Linked DNA regions of Pan troglodytes: region 2 is linked to region 1. A link is a contact called in public HiChIP or PLAC-seq data. All regions are on one chromosome and are shown on one strand. The core of a region is the stretch at or near the end of the contact, and the rest is flanking DNA. Distances in the headings are between cores, read along the strand shown. Region 1 holds the start of PAN3 (poly(A) specific ribonuclease subunit PAN3). Region 2 holds the start of POMP (proteasome maturation protein).

Evidence for each region. HiChIP or PLAC-seq counts read pairs in DNA pulled down with a chosen protein or histone mark.
Region 2: a contact with region 1 is called in an H3K4me3 HiChIP or PLAC-seq map of stem cell-derived excitatory neurons, with 4 times the contacts expected there. The contact joins the promoter of POMP here to the promoter of PAN3 in region 1. A contact is called at or near these places in 1 of 7 Hi-C or Micro-C datasets (stem cell-derived neural progenitor cells) and 1 of 1 datasets of contacts at active chromatin or transcription factors (stem cell-derived excitatory neurons).

Annotation. Positions count from the first base shown.
Region 1 is chr14:27,300,408-27,307,648 of NHGRI_mPanTro3-v2.0_pri, forward strand. It overlaps PAN3 (poly(A) specific ribonuclease subunit PAN3), which reads left to right and starts at 4,300. Exons shown (of 18, transcript XM_009426786.4): 1 at 4,300-5,166. The coding sequence starts at 4,737.
Region 2 is chr14:27,825,678-27,832,918 of NHGRI_mPanTro3-v2.0_pri, forward strand. POMP (proteasome maturation protein) reads left to right here and starts at 2,975. Exons shown (of 6, transcript NM_001251996.1): 1 at 2,975-3,033; 2 at 6,256-6,353. The coding sequence starts at 3,031.

The DNA of each region.
Region 1 (7,241 bases), core at 3,050-5,549:
AATCCTTTGAAAACTTGTATAGAAAGGTAACAAATTGCTTTTACTGCCATAAACACTAAAAAAACCTATGTAGTATATACCAGAACATAAGTATGATGATAATGATGAAAGACTATGTCTTCTATAAAGGGTTATAGATACATTAAAAAATCTTTTTTTTGAGACGTAGTCTTGCTCTGTCACCCAGGCTGGAGTGCAGTAGCACGATCTTGGCTCACTGCAACCTCTGCCTCCCAGGTTCAAGTGATTCTCGTGCCTCAGCCTCCCGAGTAGCTGGGATTATAGGCACTTGCACCAACACGTCTGGCTAACTTTTGTATTTTTAGTAGAGATGGGGTTTCACCATGTTGGCCTGGCTGTTCTGGAACCCTGGCCTCAAGTGATTCGCCTGCCTTGGACTCCCAAAATGCTGGGATTACAGGCGTGGGTCACCGCGCCTGGCCAAAAAATCTGTCATGTATCAGTTATTTATCACTGCCACAAATAGGAAGGTTTTTGCTTCTAGTGCACCCAAAATTTGTCAACAAGATTAAATTAAGCAGTTGCTAGTAACTTTGTATAAAATTATAGAGCTTAGTGCATAAGGAACATACTTTACAAATATGTAAGAAATGTATTTATACATATGCAGCAAATTTCATTTCTAGGACTCAAAAACAGTCAACTCTCATTTATCCACATGCAGTTTCCACTCTATCTTAAGGGATAATTTTTATTTTTTTTAGACAGGGTCACCTTTTTTTCACCAGGTGACACCAGGGTTGCTGTCACCTAGGCTGTCACTGCAGCCTCGACCTCCTGGCCCAAGCAATCCTCCCACCTAAGCCTCCCAAGTAGCTGTGACCACAGAATGCCACCATGCCCAGCTAATTTTTTTTGTAGAGACAGTGTTTCCCTATGTTGCCTAGGCTGGTCTCAGAACTTCTGAGCCAAGTGATTCTCCTGCCTTGGCCTCCTAAAGTGTTAGGATTATAAGTGTGAGCCACATGCTTGTCCTTAAGGGAGAATTTTTAAGACTCAGGCTGCTATCACTAATATAATAATTAACCATTCAGAAAATGTGAAGTTTTCCTCTCAATCTTTATTATTATTAATTTTGAGACGGAGTCTCGCTCTGTTGCCCAGGCTGGAATGCAATGGCGCAATCTCGGCTCACTGTAACCTCCGCCTCCCAGGTTCAAGCAATTCTCCTGCCTCAGCCTCCCGAGAAGCTGGGATTACAGGTGCCTGCCACCATGCCTAGCTAATTTTCTGTATTTTTGGTAGAGACGGGGTTTCACCATGTTGGTCAGGCTGGTCTCAAACTCCTTACCTCAAGTGATCCACCCACTTCCGCCTCCCAAAGTGCTAGGATTACAGGTGTGAGCCAATGCGCTTGGCCTCAATTATTAGCATTTAATAGAAATTAACATTACCCTTTAGCAATGTAGTCTCTGTTGCTGGGGAAATGCTGTTGGAGGTCAAATATACATTTTATGAATAATTTATGGATTATTTGCAGTTTTGGATGTAATCTTCATTAACATGAAAATAACTTAGAGTTGACTACATATTTATTTTTAGTAAAGGAATACTCAACAATGAACCCTGCTTAAAAAGACAACCCTACTATAGGAATAAGTAGTTGTCTCCTAAAAAAGTGTGGAGATATGAAATGTGTGGCAAATAAGTTTATTTTTTATTTATTGACCGAGAGGGTCTCACTGCTGTGCAGGTTGGCATGAAATGGCACCTTCAAAGCTCACTGCATCCTGGAACTCCTGAGCCCAAATGATCCTCTGCCTCAGCCTCCCCAGTAGCTAGGACTATAGGCAAGTGCCTCTACACCTGGCTAATTTTTAAATTGTTTTGTACAGACAGGGTCTTGCTAGTTTTCCCAAGAGGGTCTTGAACTCCCGGACTCAAGTGATCCTCTTGCCTTGGCTTCCTTCCAAAGCAGTGAGGTTAGAGGTGTGAGCCACTGTGCCCTGCCATGTTGACTTTTAAAAACCCTGTAATAACTTCCAATTATCCTCAAGAAAAAGTTCAATTCTTTTTTTTTTTTTTTTTGAGACGGAGCCTTGCTCTGTCGCCCAGGCTAGAGGGCAGTGGTGAGATCTCACTGCAACCTCTGCCTTCCGGGTTCAAGCAATTCTTCTGTCTCAGCCTCCCGAGTAGGTGAGATTACAGGCGCCTGCCACCACACCCAGCTAATTTTTGTATTTTTAGCAGAGACGGGGGTTTCACCATGTTGGCCAGGCTGGTCTTGAACTCCTGACCTCGTGATCTGCTCGCCTCAGCCTCCCAAAGTGCTGGGATTACAGGCGTGAGCCACTGCGCCTGGCCAAAAGTTCAATTCTTTAACATGGCCCTACAAGGACTTTTGTGGACTCTGCTCCATTTTCCACTATCACTGTATTCTAACAATAAAAGCTGTTTGCCTAGAATGCTCTTTGATTATACACTGACTACCACTAGCAGCAATACTACTTTTTTTTCGAGATGGAGTCTCGCTCTGTCGTCCAGACTGGCGTGCAATGGCGAGATCTCGGCTCACTGCAACCTCTGCTTCCCAGGTTCAAGTGATTCTTATGTCTCAGCCTCCCCAGTAGCTGGGATCACAGGCGCTCGCCACCACGCCCAGTAATTTTTTTGTATTTTTGTAGAGACGGTGTTTCACCAGGTTGGCCAGACTGGTCTCGAACTCCTAATCTCAGGTGATCCACCCGCCTTGGCCTCCCAAAGTGCTGGGATTACAGGCGTGAGCCACTGCGCCTGGCCAATACTATTAATAATAGTTACAACCTACCGAATTCTTACTAGGCATGGGACAGTTTATATACATTATTAGTTATACTTTATGAAGTAGGTACTATTCTTAATCCAGGTGTACAGACAAGGCACAGAGAAATGAAGCAATTAACTGAGAGGAACACAGCTATTAAAGTGTAGGCACTTTAATCTGTTTCAATCCAGATCTGTCTGAATTCAATGATGTTCCCAAACTTGGAACGTGAAAGTATCAACTTTCTCCAAGAAGTCTAACATGTTTAATATCCTCTAATAGCAAATGTGATAAGGTTAGCACTTAAGACACTGGTTTACAACGGACCTGTGTACTTGATGCCTCCCCAACCGGAAGATAAGCCATCTGAACTCACTTAAGGCGGCATGTTCACTTTTGCTTCCCCAGCTCCACAGTTAAGTGTACCACAGTTTCTGGTACACGTAATGCGTGTTAATAAAGATTTGTTGAATAATCAAATAAGCGAAACTGCTTTTAAACAGAAAGCCATAATACAATGTTATTACCTTCGAATTTGGCTAGAGAACATCACCAAGCTTATCAGTTTGTGATCTAGACTCCACTTTTCCCCATTTTTTTCAGTGTGCTACTTTTGCTTATATCCATTCTTCTGTGACTTTGTTTGCCACAATTCCTTAAATACTTCCACCCCTTCTTTTCATAACAGCGATCTGCCGTTTGTGAACCTCTTTTACAGAGAAAAACTAGAATGTTACTTTTCCTTTCATAGCAATTCCTTAAAATTTCTGAAAGCCTTTAAAAGGGTATTAGCGCAAACATCAGAGATCGCTGAGGTTAAAACTATCTTTTAAAAATGAATTTCACCGTCTCAAAAAAAATAAAAATGAATTTCAAATCAAGGCTAGCTGATTGGAGAAAAGCAACCTAGTATATTTATAAAGGTCTTCCAGTGCTGTCTAAGCAGTGTTGTCCCAGGTGGCATCCTATTTTTCATAATTTACCGAAGGCCCTTGGTAATATAAATACAGAGAATAACAGGTGCTGCACTGAGCAGGGGGTCTGTCTAAATCAACCTTTTTGGCTCCATTTTTTGACAAAGGGCCAAGAGGTTAGCGTAATCGGTCCAGTAGTTCTCATTACCTTCGAGGGGAAGGGGAAAGAGGAGAGGGGCGAAGAAAGGAAACGGGGAGAGGAAGTGTGGCAAATAGAAGATATTCTTCAGGTAGAGCCAGGGCTCGGGCCGCGTCCCCAGGTGGCCCCTCCAAACGACCGTTTACGTTGTCAATTTTCTCTTTTCAATGAAAAAAAAAAAAAAGACATCTGGCTTTTTAAGTAAGAGAATATACAAATAAGGAAGGTATCAGGTCTCGTGAGAACTTCGGCGCCAGATCCGCGTCCGGAACGCCACCCAGAGCCGCCGGTCCAACCGCCGATAGCTCGCGGATGCCCCCGGGGGCCCGACGCCGGCCAGGCTTCCCCTAGCGCTCCTGCTACCCATAAGCCCTCGCGTCTCGGCGCGCACGCGCAGCGGCGACGGCCGTCTCAGGAAGAGGAAAATGGAATAAACAACTCGGAGGAACCAGAGCGCGAGAGAGCGAGTGGAGGCAGAATTTAAAAATAAACCGGCCCCTCCGCCTTCCCCACCCGCTTGCCGCTGCCGCTCCCTGTTCCCCTGCCCGCGCCCTCGAAGTCCCCGTCTGGGCCCGCGCGCCCACCCCGTCGTCCCGCGCGGCCCCTTTAAGAAAAGAGAACGAGAGAGTGAGTGAGAGAATCCCAACTCTCCCCCTACCCTCCCTCCTTCTACCCCCTCCTCCCTCCCCTCTCCCCTCCCCCTTCTCCCCGGGCGGCTCCGGCTCCCGCAGCGGGACAGACCCACCCGCCCAGGCTTTTATCCGGCACCGGCAGCGTCTTCCTTTCCTCCCCCGTCTATGGTGGCGGCGGCGGCGGCGGCTCCTCGGGCGGCGGCGGAAGACGAGGCTGCGGCGTTGCCATGAACAGTGGCGGCGGCCTCCCGCCCACCTCGGCCGCCGCCTCCCCTTCCTCCTCCTCGCTGGCGGCGGCGGTGGCGGTGGTGGCCCCGCCGGGGGTCGGGGGTGTCCCCGGCGGGGCGGCGGTAGGAGTGAAGCTGAAGTACTGCCGCTACTACGCTAAGGATAAGACTTGCTTCTACGGGGAGGAGTGTCAGTTCCTGCATGAGGACCCTGCCGCCGGGGCTGCCCCGGGCCTCGGCCTCCATAGCAACAGCGTCCCCCTGGCTCTGGCTGGTGCACCCGTGGCCGGCTTTCCGCCGGGAGCCGTCGCGGGCGGGGGAGCTGGGCCGCCCCCCGGGCCCAAGAAGCCGGACCTGGGGGACCCGGGGACCGGAGCCGCAGCCGGCGGAGGAGGCAGCAGCGGGGGACTCGATGGACCGCGCCTGGCAAGTGAGTGTTTTGCGGGCGGGGCGGGCCGCGGCGGCGGAGGGCAGGCCTGGGCCGGATGAGGCCCTGCTGCCGACGGGAGCTGAGCACGGCCCGCGGACTCCCCCCCTCACCTCCCAAAGCGGTCTGAGAGGCCTAGGCCGGGCCTGAGCCCTCCTTCCTTCTTCCTGCTTCCCCTCCCCACTGCCTTCGGCAAGTCGGAGAGCGCTGGGAGGTTGGGTTCCCGGGAACGTGGGTGGGAGGACTGGGGTGATGTGAGGTGGGGGCGGGGAGGAAGGGGGATGGGCTGTGGCGTGCGGAGTGTGAGAAAGGGGGTGTCGTTTCCGGGGGGTGTGGAAAGGGGCTGGGTTTGCAGGCACATGTGTTTTGCGTGTCCTTGTGGAGTGGCGTCTGCAGAGTGTTGAGGTTCCCTAGTGGGGAGGGGTGTGTTTGTGTGTGTGTGTGCGTGTGTGTGTGTGTGTGTGTAGGGGGCGGGAGGTGAGGGGCGGGCTTAAGGCTTCGTGGAGTAGGTTGAAAGAACGGAAAAAGTTTGTAGAAGGCTTGCGGGAGAAAGGTTTTGCAGGCAGGAAATGCTTTCTAAGGATTAGGAGGGAGCGGACTGTCGCGTTCAAAGTGTGCTCAGGTTTAATCGAGAGTTTAGAGTAGGGATTTCACAAAGACGCATTTCATCTGAGTTTCCCTGAAAGCTAGAATAAGTTTGCTGGTGTCAGCTGGGATCCTGTCTTCTATAGCTTTGTATCAAGCAAACTCTTAGCATTGTGTCTTGAATGCATGTCATGTGCAGCCTGCGTTTATGTGCGACTGAGCACTTGGGTGGGGACATCTTAAGGCTGTTTATATTTCTTTTTCATGTGTTGTTGTTGTTGTTGTTGTTTTGGAGAGAGTCTCGCCCTGTCGCTCAGGCTGGAGTGCAGTTGCGCGATCTCAGCTCACTGCAACCTCCGCCTCCCGAGTTCAAGCGATTCTGTTGCCTCTGCCTACGGAGTAGCTGGGACTACAGGCGCGCGCCACCACGGCCAGATAATTTTTTGTAGTTTTAGTTGAGATAGTAGTCTCGTTGTGTTGGCCAGGCTGGTCTCAAACTGCTGGCCTCAAGTGATCTGTCCTCCTCAGCCTCTCAGTGTGTTGTTATCTATTGACCTGAAGCTTGTTAGTTGTTAGTGGAGTTTACAATTGAATGTGAGCGTAATCTATTAGAGAATGTTGCCTTTACGAATAGAGCCGGTGCCAGATGTCCCTGTTTTGTTTCTTAGTATATTGAGCGTTTCTAAACCAAATAGGAGTCCTACTTTCTTGGGAATTCTGGAGAACTAGATCTTAAAATAATCTGATAGGCAGTTCAATTTGTACATGAGAACATTTTGTCTTTTTCTTAAACAGTTAATGAACCTGATAGGAAGTTTTAGCATTTAATTGGTCAATGAGGATTATTTAATATCTTCCCCGGGGTTTTGCTTTCTTGCTTTTTCTTTCGAGACGGGATCTTCCTATGTTGCCCAAGCTGGTCTGAAACTCCTGGGCTCAAGCGATCTTCCTGCCTGGGCCTCCCAAAGTGCTGGGATTACAGGAGTGAGGCACCATGCTGGGCCAAGTGTTGTTCTGTTCTGTTCTTTTCTTTTCTCCTTTCTCTCTTCTTTCTTTTTCTTTTATAGTAGTGTTTCATTTGTTGTGATGGGCTTGACTTTAATGAAGATATATTTGCTAAGGCTGATAATGCTAAGAAAATTAATTTGTAAATTCAGATGTTTTGTAAAACAAATGGTTACTTATGGGTGGAATTTTATCACTTTCGAGCATCAACTTTGCATTTTCAGGTTAAAATTTTGCTGGATGTGTGAGTCGTGACTCAGTAGTAATGTTTGATTAGTAAACAATGACACTGAACAATAGTTTTCTTAACTGACAGAAAGAGACACTTTTTTTTTTTTTTTTTTTGAGACGGAGGCTTGCTTGTCTCCCAGGCTGAAGTGCAGTGGTGCGATCTCGGCTCACAGCAACCTCCACCTCCCAGGTTCAAGCAATTCTCCTGCCTCAGCCTCCCAAGTAGCTGGGTTTTACAGGCATGCGCCACCACGACC
Region 2 (7,241 bases), core at 1,725-4,224, 520 kb after region 1:
ACGATGCCCCGGCATTTTCTGTGAAATGTGCATAATGATAGTATCTACCTCACAGGATTAATTGAAACAATATATGCAAAGAACTAAACCCTGGCCTGACATGTAACAAATGTTAGGTATCATTACTAATGTTCTATCCTCTAAGCTATTTAACATAAAGCTTAAGTAAATATAATTAAATCATTCCAGCATCAAATCTAATTTACTTAATTATTTAGCATACTAAAAAGTACCCAGTATTAGTTAATACTGTAACAAACCATTTAAAATAGGATATAAACTTGGGTGTAAGACTCAAAATAAAGGGAATTTTCTCCTTGCTGAGCCACTAAAACAACTCTTCACACTGGTCACCAAAAGCCTATTTTCAGGGCTTTATGATCCCTTTTTAGCTACTTTTGAACTACTTTCTAACCTCTCAATACTTTCTTGCCCTTTTGATTCGAAGATGGCATAGCCTTTAAAGCAGGCTCCCCTTCTTCTGGCTGTCTTTTGAATTCTGGTATTTCTTAGGTTCACTCCTATTTTTTCCTTCCTTTCAAAGCCTTTCCAGTATGTGACACTACCTTAGCGTACCATTAGTGGCTTAAATGGTATCCTGGTTCCTACTTTCTCCCAATCTTAGTCTGTCCTTCATGCTGCCACCAGAATTTTTTTTTTTTAATTCCAAATGTTTGTGAAAAGACCTCCATTATCTCCTGTTGTCTATAAGAAAAAGCCCTAAACCTCAGCATACCATAGAAGGCCCTTTGTTTTGGCCCCAACCTGTCCCTCCAACCTCATCTCATTTTGCTTCACCTGCTCACCCAGAGCTCCAGCCACAGAGAAATGTTTTCCATTACTCAGATAACAACACGACTTTTCACAAATCTCTTGCCTTTACACGTTCCTCTTCCGTGAATGCTGTTTTCTCCTGCTCCCAACAACTTTCTGGTTTAGCCCCTTTCTCTATCAAGCATTTATCACACTGCATTTTATTATTTTATTATTATTATTTGAGATGGAGTCTTGCTGTGTCACCTAGGCTGGAGTGCAGTGGCGTGATCTCTGTTCACTGCAACCTCTACCTCTCGGGTTCAAGCGACTCTCGTGCCTCAGTCTCCTGAATAGCTGGGACTACAAGCATGCACCATGATGTCTGGCTAATTTTTTTTTTTTGTATCTTTAGTAGAGATGGGCTTTTGCCATGTTGGCCAGGCTGGTGTCGAACTACTGACCTCAAGTGATCTGCCTGCCTCCGGCTCCCAAAGTGCTAGGATTACAGGTGTGAGCCACTGCACCCGGCCCATGCTGCATTTTAAATATCTGTTTGCATGTCTATTTCCCCAGGAAAATATATAAGCATCTCAGGTACAGGGAATTGCCCTTTTCTTCTTTATAGCTCCAGAATCTAGTACCATGCAAATGTTCAATACATATTCATTGAACTGTAAGCAATCAGCAAATGTTAAAATGATTTTTAAGAAAAGATTCGCAGTTTTACAATTTCTCAGGTGGAATTGACGGAAAGAAAAAAAGATGCAAACGAAACACTCCAACTCAAATCTCAGGATTAAACATGGCTATTGTGAAGGACCAGAAGACACCTAAAGGACAGCATGGCAGAACACATAACATCTGGAACTTCAAAGTTGTATGACCATGGCAGTGGATATACATAACATATATGGCCTTATCATTTTCCTCTCTCAAATCCTTCGATGGCTTTTTAAAGACAAAGCCTCATCCTTAATCTTGCCTACAAAGGCTGCATAAAAAACCTGTAGCTAGGTCCCATGATGCACGCCTGTAGTTCCAATTACTCAGCCGGCTGCAGCAGGAGAATCGCTTGAGCCCAGGAGTTCAACGCAGGCCTGGGCAACATAGCTAAACCCTCTCATTATTTAAAACAAACAAACAAAAACAACAACAAAAACCACTTGCCTCCATCTACTTACAACCTCATCTCACAGTACTCTCCACTTTACTTTCTGAACTTTAGCCAGACTTAGGCCTTCTTTCCAGTTCCGTTTTTGCACAAGCAGATCTGCACGTAATGTTGTTTTAAATATCCTACTACCCCAAACTAGTTCGCTCTTATCCTTTAGCTGTCAGTCCAAAGATTCCCTAAGATGTCTCCATCCTGTGGCAGCAGACTATAAGGCCGTTTTATTACATTACATTTGAACAATACAGAATAGTGTAACGAGCATGGATTCTAGACTCATAAATATGTCCTTAGGCATATTTATTTAAGCCCTTCATGTCTCGGTTTCTTCACCTGTAAATTGTACTCGTAAGGTTACTGAAAAGATTAAAAGAGATGAAGGATGTAAGCACTTAGAACTGTGTTGATAACGCAGTTCAAAGAGCCCAACATATGTCGGTCATGATCACATTTACTTAATTTGTAGTCACTATCGTCCAGAGCCTCTCTCCCCTCTAGCCTCCGGAGTACCCCTGCTCCTCTAGCCCAGAGGCCGCAGCGGTCTGGTCCTTTTCTGTATTCCTAGCCTCAGCACAGGGTTCGGAACATACCAGGCCTTCGATATTATGTTTTTTAAAAATGACAAAAGCCTTGTGTCCCAATTTTGCTTTATTAGCCGAACGATCTCAAGCAAATCACTCAAATCACCTACGCCTCGTTTACCCTTCTGTGAAATGTAATAGCTACCTCAGAGAGATTTTGTGTTAAATAATGCGATGTACCTACAAAAGCACACTGCACATCTTAAAATGCCGTACAAACCATAGATGTTTATTAATAAACCGGAGTCCGTGTCTTCCCTCCCCTCAGGCACGTCTCGTCCCGACCCCTCCCTCCTCCCAGCCCACACCCTTACTGCGCCCTTGGCCCTGGGTCCCTTGGGATTGCAAGCGTGGGAGCCTCGGCCCCGCGCAGCTCCCTCCGGCGTCCCGCGCCCTCCTTCCTTCCTCGCCAGGACGGACGCACTTCCGGCGGATGTGGGGGCCAGCCCTCGGAAACGGAAGTGAGCGGCGGGGTCGACTGACGGTAACGGGGCAGAGAGGCTGTTCGCAGAGCTGCGGAAGATGGTGAGTGGGTACCCGGGCGGCCGGAGTTCCACGCGGGCTCGGGACCGTGGCTCGGCAGAAACAGGCAGTAGCCTCCCAACCCGTCCCCGGTGGCGGCGGCGGCGGCAGCGTGGGGCTGAGGCCGGCCTCAGGCGCCATAATCTGTCGAGTCACGGGGTTTGGGTGGGTCGTGGCTGTCGCCGGGGCCCGGCACTAGTCCCACTAGCAGCGCTTCGGCTTCATCCTGCTCCTCTTAGCTCGGTTTGCGCTCTTCCAGCCCTTAGACCCCAGCAGGCCCAGACCTCCTCCCCTTACTTGGCGCAGAAGTGGAAAAGGCAGCCGTGAAAGTGCAACGTTCTGTGGGGTGGCGCTGGCAACCCTTTCCTTGAGGGGTAACCTCTGGGAGCCCGGAGCTCTCAGACTCCTCATCTTCCCCAGCCCCCGCCCTTGTAACTGCCTGGTAAACAACCCACAACTATAGGTCGCATTTGTGTAACGCAGCTTTGCTCTACAAACTTTTTTGAGAGCTTGTAGTGTGCTAGATGTTAGAGGGGAAAATATCAGACAGTTGCTATTCCCTGTTTGCCAGTATTGTTAGTACATCTCCTCCCTCCTTCTCATCCCCACCACTTTCTCTTTCTTTTAACTTGGAAGTTGTGGTATTTGAGAAGAACACTGAGTCACCATTGCCACAGACTCTGATATCGGTACTGCTGGTAGGCCATCCATCCAAATCTAGAAAGTTTCTATTGGTAAATACTGCTAATCGTTAAAAAGTTTTTTAGGCACTCTCAAATATAACTAGTAGTTAGGTTTTCGTAGATTTGCCTTTCTCGGCTCCTTCCTTTATTAGAAACAGCAAGTACTAATCCTGATATTTTACAGAAGGAAATTGGGGAAAATGACAATAACAGAATCCAGAAGTCAGAATTCACCTTTTCTTTGTGCGTTGAAACCTTGTTACTTTACAATAAAGCAGTCCAGAAGGAGGAGAATGTTCATATAGGGAAGTAATAGAAGATACATTTGGAAAGTAACAATCACACATCTCTGCTGAAGGTCCCCAACCTCTGGTGGTTCAACAATCTTCTGACTTTATGATGGTGTGAAATCCATACACAGTCAGTAGAGGCCATATTTGAGTACCAATACAGCCATTCTGTTTTTCACTTTCAGTACAGTATTCAATAAATTACATGAGATACCCAGTACTTTTTAATAAAGTAGGCTTTGTATTAGATGATTTTGGCCAACTGTAGGCTAGTGTAAGTGTTCTGAGCACATTTAAGGTAGGCTAGGCTAAGGCCTGATGTTTAGTAGGTTAGGTGTGTTAAATGTGTTTTTGACTTTTGACATTTTCAATTTAAGATGGATTTATTAGGAAGTAACCCCATCATAAGTCAAGGAGCATTTGTAGTCCTGGTAGGAGTTCAGCTCCTTGGTGCAGATGAGTAAACAAGGCCAGAGAGGTTGGTGCTTTGCTGGCAGTCACAAAGTAGGTTAGTGACAGTCCACACTAGAGTTCAGATTCTTTTCCTCGTCCACCATGACTTCTTGTATGTAGGGGAGTTGGAACCTATTACGCAGGTTCTTTAGGTCCAGGCTAAGGAGTCTGAACTTTGTGCTTCAGACATCGATGAACCAACAAAGATTTTATAGCAGTTTTGTTGGAGGAGGTTTCATGCTTGAGGAAAACCTTGATATACAGAACTGGAAAATGGGTGAGTCTAAAGGCAGCAAGACCCAGTAGAATGCTGTTGAAGTTATCCATGTGTGATAGGCTGGGCTAGAGTGGTGTAGTGAAGAAACCCTGGAAAGGATAAAATACCTGACTAAATCAAATATACAAACGAATTAAGAAATCAGTTAAAAAGCTGACTTCTCAGAATATTTTCTTCTAGAATAATATAAAATTTGATACTAAAACTACCTGTAGCTGTTTTACATTTTTCTGCAGAATCACAGGGATATTGGACTTGAGCAACAAGTGATTTAAAGTTAGCGTCTTGGGCCATGCATGCTGGCTGACACCTGTAATTCCAGCACTTTGAGGGGTGCTGAGGCAGGAAGATCGCTTGAGCACAGGAGTTTGAGACTAGCCTGGCCAGCATAGTTGAGACCTTATCTCCACAAAAAATAAAAAAATTAGCCAGGCGTGATGTTGCACGCGTGTAGTCCCAGCTACTTGAAAGGCTGAGGCAGGAGGATCGCTTGAACCTGGGAAGTCTAGGCTGCAGTTAGCCGTGATTGCTCGACTGCATTCCAGCCTGGATGACAGAGCAAGACCCTATCTGAAAAAGTAAATAAATAAATAAATAAAGTTAGCATCTCATGCTTTGCCTGTTGTAACACCATGTTTTCTTTGCTTGTTTAATATATTTTCATAAGCTGAAGCCCCGGGAGGTAGACATGTATCTTCAGTATCTAGCAGAGTACCTGACACATAGTAGATGGCTAATAAGTATCTGGTGATTGCGCATTTCACAGTAGCGTAGGGTAATCATACACCAATACCAAATGCACTGTCTTTTTTACTTTGTTTTACACTATCCTGATTAGATACACATAGTTTTTATAGGTAGTGCTATCTTCATATAGAAACCAAACACTTTCTGAAATTCCCTTTTTTTCCCAGCTTCTCTACTTTTCTTTATCCATCCTGTCTGTTAATCCCATTTCTGTGTTGTTTTTCCTTGTCCTCAGGGAATAGTATTCCCGAGGATGCTGTCTTCAACTTTTTTATTCTGTGTTATACACTCTAACCTAAGGGAGCGGTTTTTCCAGGGGAAACAAATTCAATCATGCCATAACCTTTCAGAGGCTTTCAGTTTTGGAATAAAACCCACATTTCTTTGCACGTAAAATGTTTCACTTTTGTATTTCATCAGCCTTTACTTCTGCCTTACTGGAAACATATTTAGCCAGTTATCTCAAACTACCTGAAGCTTGTTCATTTATATTTTCTTGCCTTTATTCATGTTATTTTTCCCTGGAATGCCTTTCAAACTGACAGCATTCAGAGATCACCTCAGGAATCCTTCCCACTTTTAAATTTGGTATTTTCATTGTACCATGTGTGTCTCTATCATATCATAATGTTTAAGGCTTGCTGTAATTTGTCTAGTCTGGACTTTTTGAGGGGCTCTTATTTTTCTGTCTCCTACTTAATATTTTTGACACAGCTGTCTGGGTGTGTGTTTAAATTTTTTTTCTATTTAATAATGTTTTTTATTTGTGTTGTAGAATGCCAGAGGACTTGGATCTGAGCTAAAGGACAGTATTCCAGTTACTGAACTTTCAGCAAGTGGACCTTTTGAAAGTCATGATCTTCTTCGGAAAGGGTATATGGGGGAGTTATGACTTTGATTTTGTTATGTTTCTGTGAATTTTCACAATATTCTTTAAGTATTTTGATAGGCTATACGTGTGTATTTAGTTGGCAGATGGCAAGTAATATACCTTACATGGGGTGCAGAGGGGAAGAGCCTTAGATATTTTCTGTAGTGGAAGAGGTGTCTCATCAAAGTAGTAGGTTCCCAATTAGAGCGTCCTCCTAGGCAGTGGTGCCCATTAGCATGATTTGGTAGGATTCTTTTTATTTATTTTTTTGCTACTGATAACTTAGCCATTTGCCTTCTTGTCTTAACTATTAGAGTAATTCGCTTTTCTTTGGGAGGCACTAGAACATAGCAGTTGAGAGATTAAACTCTGGATTCAGTCGGCCTGGGTTTGGATCGTGGCTCTGCTATTTACTAGATGTGTGCCTTTGGACAAATCACATAATTAATGTCTCAGTGTCCTTATGGATAGAATAGGCCTAATAATAGTCTGTATCTTCTTTTGAGGAAGAAATGAGTTACTACCTGAAAAATATTTTAAATAGTACCTGACATTAGAAGCACTCAGTATGTATTGGCTACCATTTTTTTTCTTTTCTAGCTTTAGCATGCAGTTAACGCCATGTTTGTGATTTCCTTTTTGTTTCTGTATGTTTAGGTCTCAGTTTCTGGTACTAGACCATACTCTTTGCAGGTCACTTTTCTGCTTAATAAAATAAGGATAACAACCTTTCCCCCTATAAACATTTTGTGTTTTGAATTTTTGAATTTTACATCTAATTTTAAAGTATTTACTCTTATTTTTTGTTTATTTATTTATTTTTTGAGATGGCATTTTCCTCTTGTTGCCCAGGCTGGAGTGCAATGGCGCGATCTCCCCTTATCGCAGCC